Linked DNA regions of Zea mays: region 2 is linked to region 1. The links are chromatin contacts, called in public Hi-C maps. All regions are on one chromosome and are shown on one strand. Each heading gives the region's core, a stretch centred on a gene start, on an enhancer-like site or on the middle of the called end of the contact. The rest is flanking DNA. Distances are from core to core; before and after follow the strand shown. Region 1 holds the start of LOC103640871 (U-box domain-containing protein 43). Region 2 holds the start of LOC100283468.

Region 1 (7,023 bases), core at 3,802-6,301:
CTTGAGCCTCCCGATCAACTCCTCCATGGATATTTTATCCATGTCGAGAAGGGTTTCGATCGCCATCATGATCTGTGAGTACCTTGGCGAAGTGGCCTATAGGAATTTGTGCACGATCTTTGGCTCCTGGTACCCAGCATCAAGAACCTCCAACTGGTTGACCAGGTCAGTGCTGCGCACCGAAGTTGTCAATAGATTCACCATCCCTGAACCTAAGTGAGTTGAACTCACGTTGTAGCGTGTTTGTCTTTGCTTGGCGCACTCGATCCACGCCAAGGTGCGTTTTCTTGAGTGCATCCCACGTGATATTGGTGATTGTGTTGCTCACGATTGCCCCTTGCATCTCCGAAGATACCCTGAGGGGGATGGCCTCCAGAGCATTGTGATTGTCGATGTAGTCGATGGTGCCGACGTTCACCGCCATCCATAGGCTTCTCGCCTGCAGCTTCAACTTTGAGTGTCGCCCATGAGTAGTTGGTCTTGCTCAGTAATAGCACCTGCTCGCTGTCACCACTCTCCCTCATGACCCGGTGGATTGCCATGCCACGGTCGTCACTGCTAGAGCTGCTCCTTGTCTCCTAACGACAAAGCGGTGGCGAGGCAGTTCACCCGTGCTACATGACTACAAGCACAATCCCGACAGTGATACCAACTGATACCTGTTGTAGTTAGGGATGGCAGTTTAACCCGCAAACCCGAAATCCAATGGGTACCTGACCCGACGGGTGTGGGTATGGGTGAAGATTTTGATCCGTGGGTGCATCCACACCCGATGTTTCGCGGGTGTGGGTGCGGGTTTCTATTTCAACCTGCGGGTGATTCGCACCCAACCCATCATTTGGTTCATTCTTTATTTTGTGCAAAAAATGATTAAGATACAATACTAATTAATTTGAATAAGTAACTTGGCCAATGTTCATGAAATATTTTTGTTGCTGCCCAACGTGAGAAGGCTTAAAATACGAAGATATAACTCAATTATTACTGATACTTAATTGCTTATAGCTAAATTATTGTTTAAAAGTGCAAACTGAGTAAAAGACCGCGAGTGACCCGAAACCCGACAGATTCGGGTGCAGGTTTGTAATTGCACTCGCGGATGCGATCGTTGGCGTGTTTGGGGTAAACTTCACGGGTGCAATCGCGGTCGGGTTTTTGCTCCACCCAGCCTAAACCTGACCCACGTTGTCATCCCTAATTGTAGCCTTCTACTCGCTGGCGTGCCTTCCCGAAGACAAAGAAGATCCCTGGATCACTCAAACGCTTAGAAAATTCAACACGGACACTAGAAGGACACACTGAGTTTTTGGCACTCCCAAATTACACCATTGTAATAGGTGTATTGTATTGATTTGTTTATATACACAATTACAAAGGCTCAAAAGGAAACTAATCCAACAATTATCAATTAGCTAAAGAAGAAAAAACTAATCAATCTGCTATCAGTTAGCTAAGAAAGAAAACTAACCAATCATCTATCAATTAGCTAAAAAGGAAACTAATCAATCAACTAAAAATGAAACAAATAAACCAAACTAGATTATGCAATAGTGCTTGCATCCAACATATTAACTACAATGTATGACAACTCAAAAATTGTTGCTTCACATCCAGTCATCCACACAAAAAATACACTTGTACTATTGCTTCAGATCCACAAACAAAATGAAATGGTTCCATAAAATGCATTGCAACAGACAGAACCTCAATATACCAGTATAGAAAAAATCCTCCCCATGTGTTGGAGCATACCACAAGGAAACATGAGAACTAAACTTACAAAACTTAAACCATAATTTTCCACTTAGCTATTATGTTTGATTTTATTTAACAGAAATACAACAAAAACTTGGCGAAAACAAAAAATCCCAAATTTGAGCAGCAAGCATATACACTAGGATTTATCATTTGTGCTAATATAATGGTTTAAGGCCGCAAGGCAAGACTTGGTGAGCCACTCATTCGAGTTGATGCCTTATTATTCTAAGAAATAGGAAAATAGCATCAGGGAATAGGCTAGAACAACAGAAAACAGAAAAAAGATAAAACAGAAAAGGGCAAATGTAAAAAGGAGTGTTTGGCCCAGCCCACTAGGCAGCCCACGACTGCCCCTTGTACTTATCGCTTCTCCTATGCTGCACGTCACCTGGGAGCACTCTGCTTCTCCATCACATAGGCTGCATCTCCCTCCATCACGCATGCACAGCACCACCACATCTCCTGCCTCATGGCTCACACAGGTGCAGCGTCGCCCTCCCTCCCTCGCACTGCTCTTGGCTGTGTGCTCTCAGCCTGCCCTCCACTCCTTACCTCTTGCTGCTGCTCCCTCAGATCCCCATCTTGATCAACCGCCGCCTTCGTCGCAGATGACCCAGGTGGTGCAGGATTTGGTGGGGTTGAGTGAGGCAGCTGTCTGGGAGCTCTCTGCTTCTCCTTCATGCCGTCTGGGAGCTCTCTCGCTACTTTTGGCTAGGCGTTGGAGACGCCCTACTCCCTGCGAATGCCTTGTCACCTAGGCGACAACTTTAAAAAAAGGCTAATATATTCTTCATATGACCATGACTATTGGAGAAACAGTGCAGACAAGAACAATTAAATGTCCATTACGAATTTAACGAACTTAAAGGTGAACCTGGTGAAACAGGGAGACACTTCTAACTGCAGACACAGCTAAGGATCTAGATGGTCCTTAGCATGCAACTAGTATTGATGGGATGAAGATGCAACAGTGTTAATGAGAATATCGGGTGGCACTCACAATGTTACAGCTGTAAAAGAGTACAAAATCACTTGGTTGTGAAAAGGAAACATGTACATGTGAAAGAATGATACCATCAAGAAGCAGCCTCAGGAGGGGTTGCAATCGTCCATTTTCAGCCATCTGTCTAACATTTTTTTCACAGCTCTCTAAATTTTCCAATGTCTTCTCAGCTCTGTCAACAATGAGCAAGTTTTCTACTTTACTGCTTGACAAACCAACAAGTATAAGAATAGCTCCAGAAACACTGCCAATTCTTTCTGAAAGAGCCTTATTTTCTGAAAGTTCAAACAACAGTGACACCGCTTGCTCCTTTTCCTGAGTCTGCCCATGATTTAAGAACTTTACAATTGTGCGAATATTGTCTCCAGCGGCAATCTCAACCTTCAGGTAATGTTTCAAGATAACATAAAGTCAAGATCTGAAGCATCAAAAGATATTACAAAGTTAAAATCTGCTAACAAATCAAGCAGCAAAAGAAAAGAACCTTATTTTCATTGTCATCTTTTGCAATGGAGCAAAGAGTCCCTAGTGCCGCTTGGCGTACTTTCGTACTGCTATTCTTCAACAAGTCAGCAATCATGATTATCAACCCATCTCTTCTCACAACCTGCCTGTTAGATCGACTTCTCTGACATATCTCATCAACATACTGGAGTGCTTGTAGGATATCACTTTCTGTGCTGTCAGAAGTCAATGACTTACGAGCGACGTCAAGTTTGGCCGCCTCGTTGCGATTCATCCATTCATCAATAGTGTTCCTCAGAGCTATGCTTGGATTTAACTCAGTGTTGCTGAGCTCCATCTTAGTTACAGGGCAGACAAGCCTCCTTCCACTGCTAAGACATTCATTGAAATAATTCAAAATGGCATTGCGTTCAAACGTAACACCACTGTCAATAGAAACAGGATCCCGCATAACCTGTTTGGTAAGCGGGCATAGGAACGACTCATATATAGGTTCAACACGCAAGCTATCAGTGGCCTGTGACATTGAATCATAATGACCATCCTGGACTTCTGCCATCACTAGTGAAACACTGCAAACAAGTTAAAAGGTGCTACGTTAACATAGGTGGCATGTTGATATATGATTGCAAGACACACGGACTTGAAGCAACAGTTGCAGTTGCTTCGAATTCAAAGAGCAAAACAGAGATTCATGTCCATATCCACAATGAACAAAAGGAAATTGAATGAACCAAGTGGTACTATGATCCATAAAATGAATAACACCAAAAAAAAATACATTGGCTGTGGCTATAGCAGGACTTTAACTTATGGCTCCATAGCAGGACCTAGGGTACGCCAAACCAGTGCTCCAATAGATAAATGGATATAATCCAAAGAACAATCCAGCATGCATACAAGTATAAGACAGCTAAAAATGCAGTAATGTATTTAGAAGAACCCGTAACATATTGAACGCGAAAAAATAAAATTCAAAACTTGCAATGTCTGTGTTCCTCTTCATACCCAAATAATTCTACAAAGAAAATATGAAATAAATCAACAATTAGCAAATGAATCATCAATTACAACAGGAAAAAATTGCATAACTCCTAGCCCAACCCGTGCTGTCCAGTAGAGCACAATAGCAACCAGCAAGCTAGGGTTTGCACGTTGCACCTTGCCACCATACCTTGGGCTGTTGGGCAGACCCGGTGTTGGATCGGCGGGCGTCGAGAACGGCGGCGAGACGGAGGAGGCGCGGACGCCGAGGGCTCGAGACAGGACCAGAGGAGGGGATTCGCCGCTTGAATTCAGTTCGCCGGCGCGAATTCACCACCAGCAGCCGGTCCCGGTCGCCGCACGCCGCTTCTGGGACTGGGAGGGTCGCGAGTCGCGCCGCGGTCACGGCCGGGGCCGCCCTTCCGCTCCGTCGGCGGGTCGAGTGGCCCACGGGGAACGGGGGAAACTGAAAAGCGCTACCCGAGCATGAGGGGCGGTCAGGTCAGGCAGCGGATCTGTGGCGACGGATCCCGCCCGCGGGGGGCCGAGCGTCGAGATGGCGCCGGGAGGGGGAGGGAGAGAGGAAGGCAGAGGAAGGAATGATTGGCGGCGTTGCGCTCGACTGCTCGTCCGCTGCCGCTACTGCGACGAGGAGCTAGCAAGTAAGCAAGAGAAGGCAACCCGCGGACCGGACGCGGCTCCCCTGGACTCGGACTGCAGTCTGCAGAGGCAGGCGTCGTAGAATGACTCCGGAATCCAGAGACAGCGTGGATTAATGATGGGGGCATGATTGGTTCATGAATCGGCTTGTTTTCCGGATACCTTGTGGGCCGGAAAGGGCTGTTGATGGGCCGGAAAAAATACACCACGGCATCACCGTCCTCTGTCGATGACAATTTAATCCGTGGATTTAATATCCGTCGGATATTCGATTCGACGGATCCGGATATGGATATGTTTTTTGACCCACGGATTAGACCTGTATCCAATCTGAGATAAACTGGGCATAAATTTGGATATTAAATCTCACCCGCAGGTTACCAGTTGGATAACCGAAATTAACCAATACTTTAATTTTTTTGCCCAGACAAGTAGACAGCCCAGCCGGGAGCCGGCCCAGCCCACACATGGACACACCGACATCACTGCATCAGCAAACCCTAATCCCTAACACTAGCAATTTATCTATTTTGTTGTTTACCATGATGAATATGATTCTACTATTATTAACTAAAAAATTCAACCTTGGCTACTATAGTGGTGGTTCTGTGCTGAGATTTCATGGTATGTTTTCCATATATAATTTCTTTATGATAAAACATTATAACTAGAAAATAAAATGTTCTTTGATTTGCATGTCTCCTGCTATTACGCACTAGCATATTGTCGTAGTCACATGTACAAGGCTTAGACGCTCAGCTAGTATAGTAGTATTCTTGTATTCTTACATTTTGACTGATGATTAGGAAGAAATTTGATTAATTATGTTATTGAATTGTTGAAAATAGTTTTTTGTCATATTCGATGGATATCTGATGGATATCCGAAACCCGATGGGTATGGGCATGCATATGAATTTCTACCCACGGGTATAGTCGCGGGCGGATATTTACAGTATCTGATTCGAATCCGACCCGTTGCCATCCCTAGTCAATGACATGCCAAGGACGTCACAAGAACAACCACAAGGACGGCACGGTTTCAACTCAATTATGAGTCGTCCTCTATCATTGGTGATTTCAACTTCTGTCCCTCGTTAGAGGATATAAAGCCAGGTGAGAATGTGTCGTAGATGAATCTCTTCAACTCAATTATTAGCAGTCTTAGAATCATTGAAATCTCTCTAAAGGACAGAAGCTACACTTGGAGCAATATACAATCGAATCCCTTACTAGTTCAGCTTGATTGGTGTTTCACTTCTATCAACTGGACCTCCACTTACCCCAATACCTTGTTTACTCCCCTTGCCAAGACTATTTCTGATCACATCCCTTGTGTGATTAAGATTGGTACTTCCATTCTCAAAGCTAGTTTCTTTTGCTTCGAAAATTATTGGATTGATCTTCCTGGCTTCATGAATGTAGTCCATAGTGTTGGATAAATGTGGGCTTGGCTCAATTAATATTCAATAATAGTCAATGCTAATGACCCACTTTAAATGCTATGGTGTATTAATAATTTAGCATTGTATTGGAAGTTTAAGGGACAAATCAATCGACTTAAATAGGTGGACTGTTGATGCATCTATTGAGAAGTTGAGAAAATGATGAAGGACTGTCATGCGCGCGACGCCGTTGCACTTGTTTTATTGTTGTTTACTGCTTATACGAGTAGTTATGAAACATGCATATATATATATCATCACATATATGCCATTGTTTTCTGGGTTAAATTAAAACTAAAAATGCCTACATTTCTAATAATCCAAAAAATTGATATTAGTCATTTTTCTGTTAGTAGTTTTGTTGCTACATTAAAACCAAGTGAATCATTTGATGGGAGGTTTTACAAGAGATGGTGTAGTAAGATGATATTGTGATTGACTGCAATGAACTGCTTTCACACTGCACAGGGAAAACCCGAATAGTTCACTCCTGAAGAGGAGAAAATGTTCGACATTGTCGATAACATGTTTCGAAGCGTCGTTATTGATGCTCTTGACAACAAGTATGTTGATTCTTATCTAACGTGCACATCTGCAAAAGAATTATGGGATGCATTACATGAGAAATTTGGTGTTTCTAATGTCGGTAGCGAGATGTACATCATGGAGCAGCCGTTTGACTATAAGATGGTGGAAAATCGTCCTGTAG
Region 2 (6,855 bases), core at 1,434-3,933, 170 kb after region 1:
TACCAGATACCAGTTTACAATTATGAAGGTGAGATTTCTAAAGAATCAAGAAATAAATTCAGGATAAGTTGCTGACTTTACGTGATACTAAAACTGAAAAGAAGCAAATCATCACCAATTAGCTTATTCATTTCATTTCCAACATGAACTCTGAAAAATCTGTATTTAATATCTGAAGACAGTAAGACAAACCTCTTTATCACCATATTTGTCATGATACTGTTGCTGGATGAATGGGCTGAAGAAGAGAGCAGCATTGTATATGAGGTAGGACGAGTGCTTTGTCAAGTTCAACACCAGAAAATCGAAATTCAGGCCCACAACACTGCAAGAGATAACATTAAATCAGCCATAGACCAAAGACTTTTCATGAAGAAGCATATATTCGGATCAGAATATCAGATAAGACTTAACTGTTTAAGACCAAAGCAATAACTTAAACCTTTATTTTTTAAACACAATAGAAACCAAAGAGGGTAAAAGTTGCACATGCATCATCACTGAAGCACCAACAGGCGTCGGATGCCTCTGTGGGCGCCATGCACCAAGATTTTCCCTAAGGAATACCGGGATACGAGGCGACGACGTTCCTACTTCTACACCGCTATGCCGCCCTCCACCACCCTGCCCGTCGTGCCACCTACCACCCTCCTACACACCACAATAGCCACAGCTGCCTCGTTTGTCCCCCTTCTCATCCACCAGATCAACTTTCCCTCCCTGCCATCCCCGCTCTACCAACGTTTCCACAGGGGTCACCTTTCTCATCTGCACGGGCGCCCTCCACGGTAGACACTGCTCATGTGTCCATCGATTCAGGCGTTCCTCACTTCAGCAAGCTCGACTTCTCCACCTACGACGACAAGGACCCCCTAAACTTACTCAACCATTACGAGCAGTTCTTTAGTGGGAGCGTACATTTGCCTCAAATTAAGTCTGCCTCGCTTCCTACCACCTCGTGAGCGTGGTCCAGACACGGTACTATGCCTTGGAGCAAGATGAGGGCATTGCCATCGTGGGAGTGATTCAAGGATCTTTGGCGTCTGTGATTTGGCCTAGCCATCCACACCAATCGTCTCGTCAAACTAGCGAGGCTCCCTTCCATGCCACGGTCCAGGACTACCACGAGCGCTTCAACGTGCTAGTGTGCCTAGGGGCTAGGGGTGGTAATGGATCATGATCCAAATGCTTCTTCACAAAACGACAGGGCCCTAAATAAATTTTAGTTCAAAAATAAATAGAAATAGGGTTCGATCCTAATCCAATCTAATCTTTAAATCTTATAGTGTAAAATTTAGAGCCTATTGTCACCTATAGGTGTGCTACATGTCGAATCTTCTGCCAGTCCAAAAGGTCAACCTCTTAGTTGGGGGTCTTCCGAAGCACATTCAGGTCGACATCAAGCTCCAAGAAACCAAGACCTACAGATGGCCATGCACCTGGCACAAACCTACGAGCGTCGCGTCATGGCCACCATGCCAGTCCCGATGCCGCAAGTCTTCCAGTTAAAATAGAGATTGCTTAGGAGCTAAGTTTAAGTTGGTTTAAAAAATAGGATTGGTTTATTAGGAAAGGAGAGTCCAAATCTGTAAGTATTCCTCCTCTAGTTTGCTTGGGAGCTAAGCCCTCTGGGGACTATAAATATAAAGGCAATGTAACTATTTTAAAGTAAGCAAGATAACTATATTGCTTGGCCTCAAGGGCCATCTCCCATGTGTCTATCGCCCGTCTACTCCTTGTGCACTGTGCACCGTCCGGTGTACACGTCCCGACCATAGATCTCCTATCCATACAACTTACGCAGCCACTGTAGGATTCTAGATCCTATCAGCTATCAACAGTACTATATCACATTAATTTATCTCCCCACAACACAATTTTCATGTGTTTGATGTGTCCATATTTGCTCAGACCCTAAAGCTATTTCTGCTTGGGCATGGCAAACAGCTGCTACTAGCCTGGTAAGGAATTACTTCGCAATCCACAAACGAATTACTTTGTACTACCCAGTATCCTTTGACATGCCCTTCTACATTTTTCCACAAATCCACACGCACCTCCACAATCTACTCGTGATCACATCCTACGGCAGGTGGAATGAGACTGATAGAATTCCAGGTAAATCACTACAGAGCTAACGGAGAAACGATCACCTGCTTCTCCTTGCGTTTTGAAATTTCTACCGAGAGAGTCATTCAATACAACCCGTACAAATTGTCACCTACTGTCCCGAGCTTGCAGAGCAACGAGACGAACCAGAGAATCAAACAGCTGAACGAATCGAGCATTCGAGCCTCACAAGCATGAGTAATTAAATAAAGGTGGATCCCCCCTCGAGGCCCCAAATCAAGGCACGGGCGCGGAAAGTGAATCCCCGCTCGGAGGAAATGGTTCGCAAGAAATGAGTGGCGGAGCAAGAATCGTGCCGACCTCTTGCGCTTGTAGTTGAGGAGGACCTGCGGGTAGAAGCTGAAGGACCACGCGGCGAAGGCGACCCAGCCCAGCACCTGGTACAGGATCGCCAGACCCACCGAGTTCCACGACGACGACATGGCCGACGACGCCTATTCCCGTCCCCCCTTTCCCCGTCTCGTAGCTCTAGCTCCCTATTGGGTGGAGAATGGGGACGGAATCGCCTTGCGCGTGCGATACTCGTATTTTTCTGCTTGGCTGCCGGCTCCGCTACGCTGGGGTCCATTTTTTGCTCCGTCGCGACCGGATTTTTATAGTGGAGGAAAAGCGAGGCCGAGCCAAACTGTCTCTCTGGAGCAGCAGGAATGGTAGGCATCGACGAACGACGGATGTGGCCCCGGACCGTTGAGGCGCTCCTAGACGGGTTCGCGGCGCCGTGCGTTCCCGGCGAACACACGAAAACGAAAAAGGGCCAAACCGAGTGGTGCCCTGGTCATCAAGGGGCTGGCCCGCCATAATTTATGGGCACATAAGTTTTTTTAAAAAAAAAACATACGATGATCCGAAACCCAAGAGATGGCAACAATGAAGGTTTGCTATCCCAGATCCGATCCCATCAATTAAAAACTCTCCACTCTAAAACCTGCAACCGTGCACGGGTACGATTTCACACACATATCTCAACATGTCGGTTATTCTATACCCGACAGGTACCCGTACTTGTCTAGAGTGGTAGAGTTGCGCATGTCTGCCCAACTTAATTTAGCGCGAATGATGAGTGTCAAGTGGTAATATCCGGCCTTCTGTCTTCCATCTTCCAGGTGCGAGCGTGCCACGTGCCTACGCGCGACTTGGTCGCTTGGCGAATTAACGAAGAGTCACATCACAGAAGTTTGGAGCCTTGGACATGCTATATTGTTTTGGTTGGTTGTCTGCCTACTGCTATCATATGTCCCAAGGCCTATGTAGCATGTAGTTGTACCGAGGAGCCCAAGACAAATCATTGAGCTAGGCTAAAAATTTAGAGAATTTGTTGGCTATATTCCAGGTATATTATACCCATGGGTACACGGGTACGGGTTTAATGAGTGCGTACCTGTTCTACCCATTGGGTCCTCTTTCTCTCCCATTAATAGACCCACGGGTATATAATTGTTGAAAGTCGCCTAGATGGGGGTGAATATGGCGAATCTAAAATTTATAAACTTAAGCACAACTACAAGCCGAGTTAGCGTTAGAAATATGAACGAGTCCGAGAGAGAGGGCAAAAACAAATCGCAAGTAAATAAAGAGTGAGACACAAGGATTTGTTTTACCGAGGTTCGATTCTTGCAAACCTACTCCCCGTTCAGGTGGTCACAAAGACCGGGTCTCTTTCATCCCTTTTCCTCTCTCAAACGGTCACTTAGACCGAGTGAGCTTCTCTTCTCAATCAAACGGGACATAAAGTCCCCGCAAGGACCACCACACAATTGGTGTCTCTTGTCTCGGTTACAATTGAGTTGATCACAAGAAGAATGAGAAAGAAAAGAAGCAATCCAAGTGCAAGAGCTCAAATGAACACAAATGTCGCTCTCTCTAGTCACTATTTGATTTGGAGTGATTCCGGACTTGGGAGAGGATTTGATCTCTTTGGTTGTGTCTAGAATTGAATGCTATAGCTCTTGTAATGTGTTGGAGGTGGAAAACTTGGATGCAATGAATGGTGGGGTGGTTGGGGTATTTATAGCCCCAACCACCAAAAGTGGCCGTTGGAAGGCTGTCTGTCGCATGGCGCACCGGACAGTCCGGTGCGCCACCGGACACTGTCTAGTGCGCCAGCCACGTCAGCCGGCCGTTGGGTTCTGACCGTTGGAGATCTGACTGGTGGGGCCTCTGGGCTGTCCGGTGGTGCACCGGACAGGTCCTGTAGACTGTCCGGTGCCCCTTCTGCGCGTGCTCTGACTCTGGCGCGCACTGTAGCGCATTTAATGTGGTTGCAGTCGACCGTTGGCGCGAAGTAACCGTTGCTCCGCTGGCACACCGAACACTGTCCGGTGCTTCACCGGACAGTCCGGTGAATTATAGCGGATCGGCCTCCCATTTTCCCGAAGGTAGCGAGTTCAGCTTCAGGTTCCCTGGTGCACCGGACACTGTCCGGTGGTGCACTGGACACTGTCCGGTAGCACACCGGACAGTCCGGTGCGCCAGACCAGGGTGCCTTTGGGATGTCTTTAGCTCTCTTTATTTGAACCCATCTTTGGTCTTTTTATTGGCTTGTTGTGAACCTTTGGCACCTGTAACACTTATAGACTAGAGCAAACTAGTTAGTCCAATTATTTGTGTTGGGCAATTCAACCACCAAAATCAATTTAGGAAAAGGTGTAAGCCTATTTCCCTTTCAATCTCCCCCTTTTTGGTGATTGATGCCAACACAAACCAAAGCAAATATACAAGTGCATAATTGAACTAGTTTGCATAATGTAAGTGCAAAAGGTTACTGAGAATTTGAACCAATAAATTCTCATAAGATATGCATGGATTGTTTCTTTATATTTTTAACATTTTGGACCACGCTTGCACCACATGTTTTGTTTTTTGCAAATTCTCTTGTAAATTCTTTTCAAAGTCCTTTTGCAAATAGTCAAAGGTAAATGAATAAGTTTAGAAGCATTTTCAAGATTTGAAATTTTCTCCCCCTGTTTCAAATGCTTTTCCTTTGACTAAACAAAACTCCCCCTTAATAAAATTCTCCTCTTAGTGTTCAAGAGGGTTTTAGATATTAGTTTTGAAAGGGTTGTACCAATTTTAAATTCTATCAAAAATAAGATATCAATTGGAAACACATCATGGGAAATCACCAAAAAACTTTTCTTAACTCAAATTTTTAGAAAATTGATGGTGGTGTGGTCCTTTTGCTTTGGGCTAATACTTTCTCCCCTTTGGCATGAATCGCCAAAAATGGATACTTGAGTGAAGTATAAGCCCTTCTAACTATTTTCTCCCCCTTTGGCGAACAAAATATGAGTGAAGATGATACCAAAGTTGGAGAGTGGCACGGAGTGACGGCGAAGGATGAGAAAATACAATGGAGTGGAGTGGAAGCCTTTGTCTTCGCCGAAGACTCCTATTCCCTTTCAATCTATGACTTGGTTTGAAATACACTTGAAAACACATTAGTCATAGCACCTGAAAGAGATATGATCAAAGGTATATTAAAGAGCTATGTGTGTAAAACATCAAAAGAAATTCCTACAATCAAGAATATTTAGCTCATGCCTAAGTTTGTTAAAGGTTTGTTCATCTAGTGGCTTGGTAAAGATATTGGCTAATTGTTCTTTAGTGTTGATATAAGCAATCTCGATATCCCCCTTTTGTTGGTGATCCCTTAGAAAATGATACCGAATGACTATGTGTTTAGTGCGGCTATGTTCAACGGGATTATCCGCCATGCGGATTGCACTCTCATTATCACATAGAAGAGGAACTTTGGTTAATTTGTAACCATAGTCCCTAAGGGTTTGCCTCATCCAAAGCAATTGCGCGCAACAATGGCCTGCGGCAATATACTCGGCTTCGGCGGTAGAAAGAGCTACATAATTTTGTTTTTTTGAAATCCAAGACACCAGAGACCTTCCCAAGAACTAGCAAGTCCCCGATGTGCTCTTTCTATTAATTTTACACCCCACCCAATCAGCATTCGAATAACCAATTAAATCAATTGTGGATCCCCGAGGGTACCAAAGCCCAAAGTTAGGAGTATAAACTAAATATCTCAAGATTCGTTTTACGGCCGTAAGGTGAGCTTCCTTAGGGTCGGCTTGGAATCTTGCACACATGCATACGGAAAGCATAATGTCCGGTCGAGATGCACATAAATAAAGTAAAGAACCTATCATCGACCGGTATACCTTTTGATCTACGGATTTACCTCCCATGTCGAGGTCGAGATGCCCATTGGTTCCCATGGGTGTTTTGATGGGCTTGGCATCTTTCATCCCAAACTTGTTTAGAATGTCTTGAATATACTTCGTTTGACTAATGAAGGTGCCCTCTTGGAGTTGCTTCACTTGAAATCCCAAGAAGTACTTCAACTCCCCCATCATTGACATCTCGAATTTCTGTGTCATGATCCTACTAAATTCCTCACATGTAGATTCGTTAGTAGACCCAAATATAATATCATCAACATAAATTTGGCATACAAACAAATCATTTGCAAGTGTTTTAGTAAATAAAGTAGGATCGGCCTTTCCGACTTTGAAGCCATTAGTGATAAGGAAATCTCTTAGGCATTCATACCATGCTCTTGGGGCTTGCTTGAGCCTATAAAGCGCCTTAGAGAGTTTATATACGTGATTAGGATACTCACTATCTTCAAAGCCGGGAGGTTGCTCGACATAGACGTCCTCCTTGATTGGTCCATTGAGGAAGGCACTTTTCACGTCCATTTGGTAAAGCTTA

What was found. A called contact is a pair of places that touch in the nucleus more often than the background predicts.
Region 2: a Hi-C map of tassel shows a contact between it and region 1, with 2.3 times the contacts expected there. The contact joins the promoter of LOC100283468 here to the promoter of LOC103640871 in region 1. A contact is called at or near these places in 6 of 25 Hi-C or Micro-C datasets (ear, leaf, tassel and 1 more).

Annotation. Positions count from the first base shown.
Region 1 is chr10:12,693,230-12,700,252 of Zm-B73-REFERENCE-NAM-5.0, forward strand. It overlaps LOC103640871 (U-box domain-containing protein 43), which reads right to left and starts at 5,052. Exons shown (of 4, transcript XM_008664325.4): 1 at 4,401-5,052; 2 at 3,246-3,798; 3 at 2,833-3,142. The coding sequence starts at 3,785.
Region 2 is chr10:12,864,644-12,871,498 of Zm-B73-REFERENCE-NAM-5.0, forward strand. LOC100283468 reads right to left here and starts at 2,684. Exons shown (of 8, transcript NM_001369665.1): 1 at 2,431-2,684; 2 at 193-325. The coding sequence starts at 2,552.